Regions from separate parts of the Sus scrofa genome. Here region 2 is linked to region 1. The links are chromatin contacts, called in public HiChIP or PLAC-seq maps. All regions are on one chromosome and are shown on one strand. The core of a region is the stretch at or near the end of the contact, and the rest is flanking DNA. Distances in the headings are between cores, read along the strand shown. Region 1 overlaps FAM174B (membrane protein FAM174B). Region 2 holds the start of ST8SIA2 (ST8 alpha-N-acetyl-neuraminide alpha-2,8-sialyltransferase 2).

Evidence for each region. HiChIP or PLAC-seq counts read pairs in DNA pulled down with a chosen protein or histone mark.
Region 2: a contact with region 1 is called in an H3K27ac HiChIP or PLAC-seq map of skeletal muscle, with 6 times the contacts expected there. The contact joins the promoter of ST8SIA2 here to the enhancer-like site in region 1. A contact is called at or near these places in 16 of 47 Hi-C or Micro-C datasets (alveolar macrophages, brain, embryonic fibroblasts and 10 more) and 1 of 2 datasets of contacts at active chromatin or transcription factors (skeletal muscle).

What each region holds. Positions count from the first base shown.
Region 1 is chr7:86,216,433-86,219,385 of Sscrofa11.1, forward strand. All of the region lies in intron 1 of FAM174B (membrane protein FAM174B), which reads left to right. Among named protein-coding and RNA genes, the nearest start is that of FAM174B, 36 kb to the left of the region's middle. Within about 2 kb of position 1,474, at least 9 of the 83 cell types and tissues checked have an H3K27ac peak or open chromatin away from gene starts, as enhancers often do. A contact at or near this core is called in omental adipose tissue, retroperitoneal adipose tissue and skeletal muscle, where this site is marked.
Region 2 is chr7:86,512,825-86,515,709 of Sscrofa11.1, forward strand. ST8SIA2 (ST8 alpha-N-acetyl-neuraminide alpha-2,8-sialyltransferase 2) reads right to left here and starts at 1,408. Exons shown (of 6, transcript NM_001315676.1): 1 at 1,311-1,408. The coding sequence starts at 1,408.

The DNA of each region.
Region 1 (2,953 bases), core at 224-2,723:
ATTCTCACAACACTTTTTTTGCTTTTAGGGCCGCACCCACAGCATATGGAAGTTCCCAGTCTAGGGACCTAATCAGAGCAACAGCTGCTGACCTATGCAGGATCTGAGCTGCATATGAGACCTATACCACAGCTCACAGCAGCGCCTGATCCCTAACCCACCGAGCGAGCCCAGGGATCAAACCTGCCACCTCATGGTTACTAGTTGGATTCATTTCCGCTGTGCCTCAATGGGAACTCCACAACTCTTGTTTTTTGATAATAGCCATCCTAGTGGGCACAAAGTGGCCTCTCACTGTGGTTTTGATTTACATTTTCTGGAGAAATTGATTTTTATTTACCAAAGTCACAGTCTTTCTTCAATCAAGAGCTTGTGCATTGTGGCCTGGTGGTTAAGTGCAGGGGTCCAGTGTATGACAGCTTGAGATTCCCGGTGCCCTTCTGTACAGGCTCTGTGATGTTGGTGAGTCACAGCTGCTCTGAGCCTCAATGTCTTCACCTGACAGATAGGGTTCATAATAATTCCTTCCACGTAGGTTGGTTGTAGGAATAAATGGCATTATGAGATAAGGCATAATGAGCTCTTAGCAGAGTTCCCGGCATGCAGTAAATGCTCAGAAATGGTAGCCCTGTATATAGAATGCCTAAAATGCATACAGCAGTTAACCAGGGAGGTGCTTAGGTTGATGTGGCCTCAGAGAGCCTGCCTTCCAACTCCTTTCCTATTTTTGCTTCTTCCCAAATCCTGTCCCCATGTGAGGCATCTTTAGCAAAGAGGAGCCGACCCTGACCCCTGCACTAAGTGGTTTCTAGGGTCCTTCTCAGTTCTGGGGTCCAATAGTGTCACTAGAGGTCACTGAGCTGGTTTCTGAGTCTCAGTTGGGTTCTGAGTCTCAGTTGGCAGAGCCCAGTGTCACCAGCACCTCCCTAGGATCCTGGGAGCCCTTTGATGACACATGGGCCAGGGTTCCCATCCTAAAGGCTCAGTTAGAAACAGACCAATGACACCTGGGGCTTCCATCAGCCCAGCTTAGCTTCCACGGCAAAAGATTCCTCCCTGGAGCAGGAAGGGTCTGCTGACTCTGGGAATATGAGCGGGCGGGCTTCACAGGGAGACAAAGTGTTATCACTACTGAAAACATGGAGTGATGCTTGGAGGAAGTGGGTCATCTTGAACTTCATTAAGTCTTTTTGCCCTTTGCAGTTTGAACAGAGCGAGAAGTATTTTGAAAGAGAGTGCAGCAAGTTCACCGAGAAGTCAGGAAGCTTGGGAGGAGACAGGCTGGGGCAGGACACGGGACCTTTTACTTCCAAGGAGCCAGTGATAAGTTTTCAGGATGATTGGTTTTTGGATCTCCGCCAGGAGGTTTCTGTTTACTGTGCAGAAACAATCCTTACAGGAAGAGATAGTATCTGCACAGGGCAATTAGGGATCAGCAGAAAGAGACCAGCTCTCCGAGGAGGCTCAAGCTGGGGAGGGCCAGGCTGCTGGGCAGAAGCAGAGAGGCCAAAGGAAGGGCTGGCCCAGGGCACATAGGGACCTCTCATGAGACTCCCCAAGGCATGATCCAGGCTCCTTGAGGTGCTTAGGTTATTGTTGGGAAGGGTGGGTTGATTAGGGTCAAGAGCCAGTAGCCAGGAGAATAAACGCCGTACAAGAGCCCTCAAAGGGCATCCTATGTTGTCTCCATGGTGACTGCCGACAGAGAACACATGGGGGTAGCCAGTTGGAATGGGGTCACTAGCACCCCTTCCAGGACAATTGTCCCAGGGAAAGTCCCCAAACTCTAAGTGGTGGAACTGAATTTTTCTCATTTTGTGTGAAGCCAGGAGTCTTGAGAAGCCTCCAGGACGAGCTACCCTTTGGAGCCTGGAGTTTGGTTTACCAGCCTGGGCAGGGTCACCGACTGGGGACACACAGTTACCATCTCTTGTTTCCACTCAGGAAGATAATCGGCACTTCCTCCAGGGTCAGCCGCTCACTGCTCTGCAGAGAACATTAAAAGTATCCATAAAAGAGACATCGCAGATTTTGTTGGTCGTAAACCTCAAAGATGAATTTTCCTACCACATTTTATGAGTATGGGTTTTAAAGCCTTCCTAATGCAGGGCTGCCCCTCTCTAGTGCCCATGAACTTCCTCCTGGGGTGATGATTTGTGTGGTTAACTCAGCCAGGAGAAGACCTCATGATGACTCCACATATGGGGCTGAAAGATGATTATCTTTTTTTCCCACGGTGGCAGAGGGGAGATGTTGCTGTCTTAGTGCAAAGATGGGATCCTCTGGGGAACCAGGTTGGAGATACTTTGCAAGCAGGAGGTACCGTGGTCCCCAATAGTATCCAAAGACCTTGAGGGTTAGAGAGAACAGACAGGATTAAGATGTGGATTTTGAAGAGAACTCTATGAAGGGAATGAACAAAACCATAGACTGTTTGAGCTGGACAAAGCCTTGGGGAACATTTGCCCCAGTTTGTTAAACTTACAGATGGGGGCACCAAAGCCTGATCACATGTGAGGTTTCACTCAAGGTTATCCAGCAACCTCTAACACTTAAAAATAATTCTTTAATTACCAAAGCAAAGTTTCTTTTGCTAAGTGGGGCAGTTAAATGAAACAAGCCTTCATTTGTGGCCTAATAATAACCCAAAAATTTTCTCCTGCCCTAAATTAAGAAATCTCATTAAGGAATGGGGCTTTTGTTCTGAAGAAGCCACAAAGCATGGCCTGTTTCCCCCCTTGCTTAGAAGGACAGCAGCAATTACAGCTTGTGGCTTAGGCAATGATTTTCCGTGCCTTCTCTGTGCTTGTGAGAGATTAGAGTCATTAATGAGATGCTAATGATCCAGCTCCCAAACTTAACTAGAGTTCACTCTGCCTTTGCTAGAAGAGGCACAGAGACCTGGTTTGTTTATTTGTTTTTTGTTTTCCTTTCCTCCTACCTGTTGTGGTGA
Region 2 (2,885 bases), core at 158-2,657, 300 kb after region 1:
AGCGAGAAGAGGCCCCTGCCCCAGGTTTGAGTCCTGAAGGCCTTGGCATCCTGGTCCAGGACTGGCATTTCCCTTATGAGAGACCTGTCAGCTCAGCGGGCCCTCAACTAAGGCTGATAAGTGAATGAAATAACAAATGGGACAAAGGAGGGGCGCACGCGGCTTGGGACTAGCGGAGGGTGCCTGGCTCAGCACTAGCGCCACGACGGAGGGACTTTCTGCCCACTCTACGACCTCACTTTCTCTTTGCCCAGGGCCAGGAGGCTCTCCAAAGGATCTCTCAGAACCCTAGCTGCCTCCCCACCTGCCCACCGCCGGTTGGAGGCTGGTGGTAGCGCGGAAGCAGTAAGGGGCCAGCCCCGGCTTGGGGTGCGAGAGGCTGTGGGGCGGGGCGCGAGTCTCAGCCTCCGCGACCCACAGCGGTTGCGTCCCGCGCGGTAAGTGGGACGCCTGGAAGTCCTACGCCGGGGCAGGGGCTCGCGGTCCCGCCCCTGGAGAGATCGGGAGAAAAGGGAGAGCGATATCACGCGTGCCTGGGCGCCCCCCGCCCCTCAGGATTAGCGGGCGGAGATACAGACTTTCCCCTAAAGGTCTCGATCTGTGCGCTGAGAGCGCACAGGAACCCGGGAGCACCAGGAGGTTAGCTGAGCGTCCAAAGCCAGGCGAGGGTGGGGAAGGGAGCTCAGCTCACTCCTGAGCACTCCGCCTTTAGCGGTGCCAGTCGGCGCCCCAACGCTGGGCTCCTGGGCAGCGCGAGGCGCGTGTGCGTATCTTTGTATACTGGGGACACGCTCCTTCCCAGGAGCCCATAAAGAGCCCCCGCCCTCCGCCTTGGCCCAGGGATCCCCTCCCCCAGAGCAGAGATCCCCGCGCGCCCCCTGCCCACTTTGCCAAGGCGAGAAAGCGGCCGAGCTGGAGACAAAGAAACTCCTGCCTCCTCCACTCTCGGCCCCTCCACCCGCCCCAGACACTCCCCGGCGCCCTCCCTCGACCCCGGAGACAACACGCGCGGACACACTGGGGAAGGGGTTGGGGGAGGTGGGCGAGTCTGCTCCCCTGTGCAGGCCAGCTGGAGGCTGCCAGTGCTCCCCGCCCGGGGACTCCCCACAGCAGCCGCGCCCCCGCCCTCCGCTCCGCAAACAGTCCCCGGCCCCCGGTACCACCACCCGGTCGAAATCGTCCCCCACCTCTCCAGAAGAGCGACAGGGGGGCGCGGCACACACAAAGAGGGTGTTCGGGGAAGATGCGGAGTACCAGGGCGGGGAGAGATCCCGCCAGGGCTCTGCACCGGCCCGGGCTCAGTTATTTACCCGATTTCTTCTTCGATCTCCGAGATGTCTGCGAAGATGAGGAAGACCACAAGCAGCGTGAGCGCAGCCAGCATCCAGCTCCGGAACTGCAGCTGCATGGTGGGTTCGCGCCCACCGGGACCCGCGCGGGCCGGCGCGAGGAGCTGGGGCTGGAGGGCGCAGCTGCAGGCGCCTGAGCCTCCGCGCGCGGCGCGCAGCGGGGCAGACACCCTGAGCTCCGGGCGAGTCCGGGCCAGCGGCGGCGGCGACAACGGCAGACAAGGGTTGCTCAGGCGCGGCAAGCCAGCTAGCTCCCTCTCAGCTCCCGCCCGCCCCTCTTCCCTTCTCCCCTCCCCTCCCTTCCCCCCGCCCCGCGCGGGGCTCCGCTCTCAGTTTGACAGCTTCGCTCCGCGCCTCTGCTCGCCTCCTCCCACCCCAGTCAACTCTAATGTCCAGCCGCCCGCCTTTGCTTCTCCCGCCTGGTTCGGAGGGCGCTGGGATGTGGCCGGAGCCGGCCACTCCCCGCCTAGGGAGGCTGGGCTCTGGGCACCGCGTGCGTCCGTGTACCAAGCTGAGCCCGGGGAAGAGCGCGCAAAGCCCGGCGTACCCTGCCGGCTGGCAAACGCCCTCCCTCGCCCGCTCTTTGTCCAGTGCCCTCGCTTTCTCGCAAAGTTTTCGCGATACAAAGACCAACACCTGGGGACAGCCCCCAGCACGGGACAAGGAGGTGGTTTCAGCCAGACAGATGTTTCAGCAGTTGACGAATTAGAAGGAGTAGTGGGGGAAGGGGAGAGGAGAAGACATATCCAAGACTGGTCAACTTCGGCGGAGATTCTGATTGCAATTAGTGGGCGAGGTGCTGGCCTGGGGAAAACCATCTCCTCCAGGAGGTCTTCTTCGTTTCCATTGTTAGACCCAAGGAGACTGGGTCCAGAGAAGCTCCCTGAGTTGCCTGAGGTCGTCTTGCAGCGGTGGTAGAACACTGGCTCCTGCTGGAGTGGCTGCGCCACCCACAATGAAAGACTTGTCCACTGGGCCATGGGGCCTTCGCGGTGTTAATTCTGAGCTGGACTTCACCTTCCCAGCTCTTGCTCTCTCCTGGCAAAATCAATACCACCCCCCCAACCCCCAACCTCGCGAGCCTCATTTCGATCTAAAGGTCTGCTAGAAAATATGGCTCCCATGAGGAGTAATGCTCCCCTCTCTCTGTGCCTAATATTTTATCTTTCTCCAGCCTTAGTCAGTTTAACTCAGATTACATTTTGCACCAACCATTAGCCCGGGGTGGGAAGGGCCCCATTAAGTTTTACCGGAATTAGATAATTACCTAAATTTTCTTTTTCTTGCACTAATTGCAACAATGCTGAAATCAGGGAATGTAGGTTCCCAGAAATGATCAGCTGGTTTATGAAAGTGTTCTTGGGGTCTGAGTGGGGGGAAAGTATCCTGTGTGAGAAGCTATGCAGAATGTCCTCCCTGGAAGACTCTGGTGAATGAATGGGAGGGGTCGATCAGCTGTGGCCTCAGGGCCATCCATACAGAGCCAGGCCCCAGAGGGGCTTGGAGAGGGGCTGGCAGTGACTAAGCCCCTTCAGA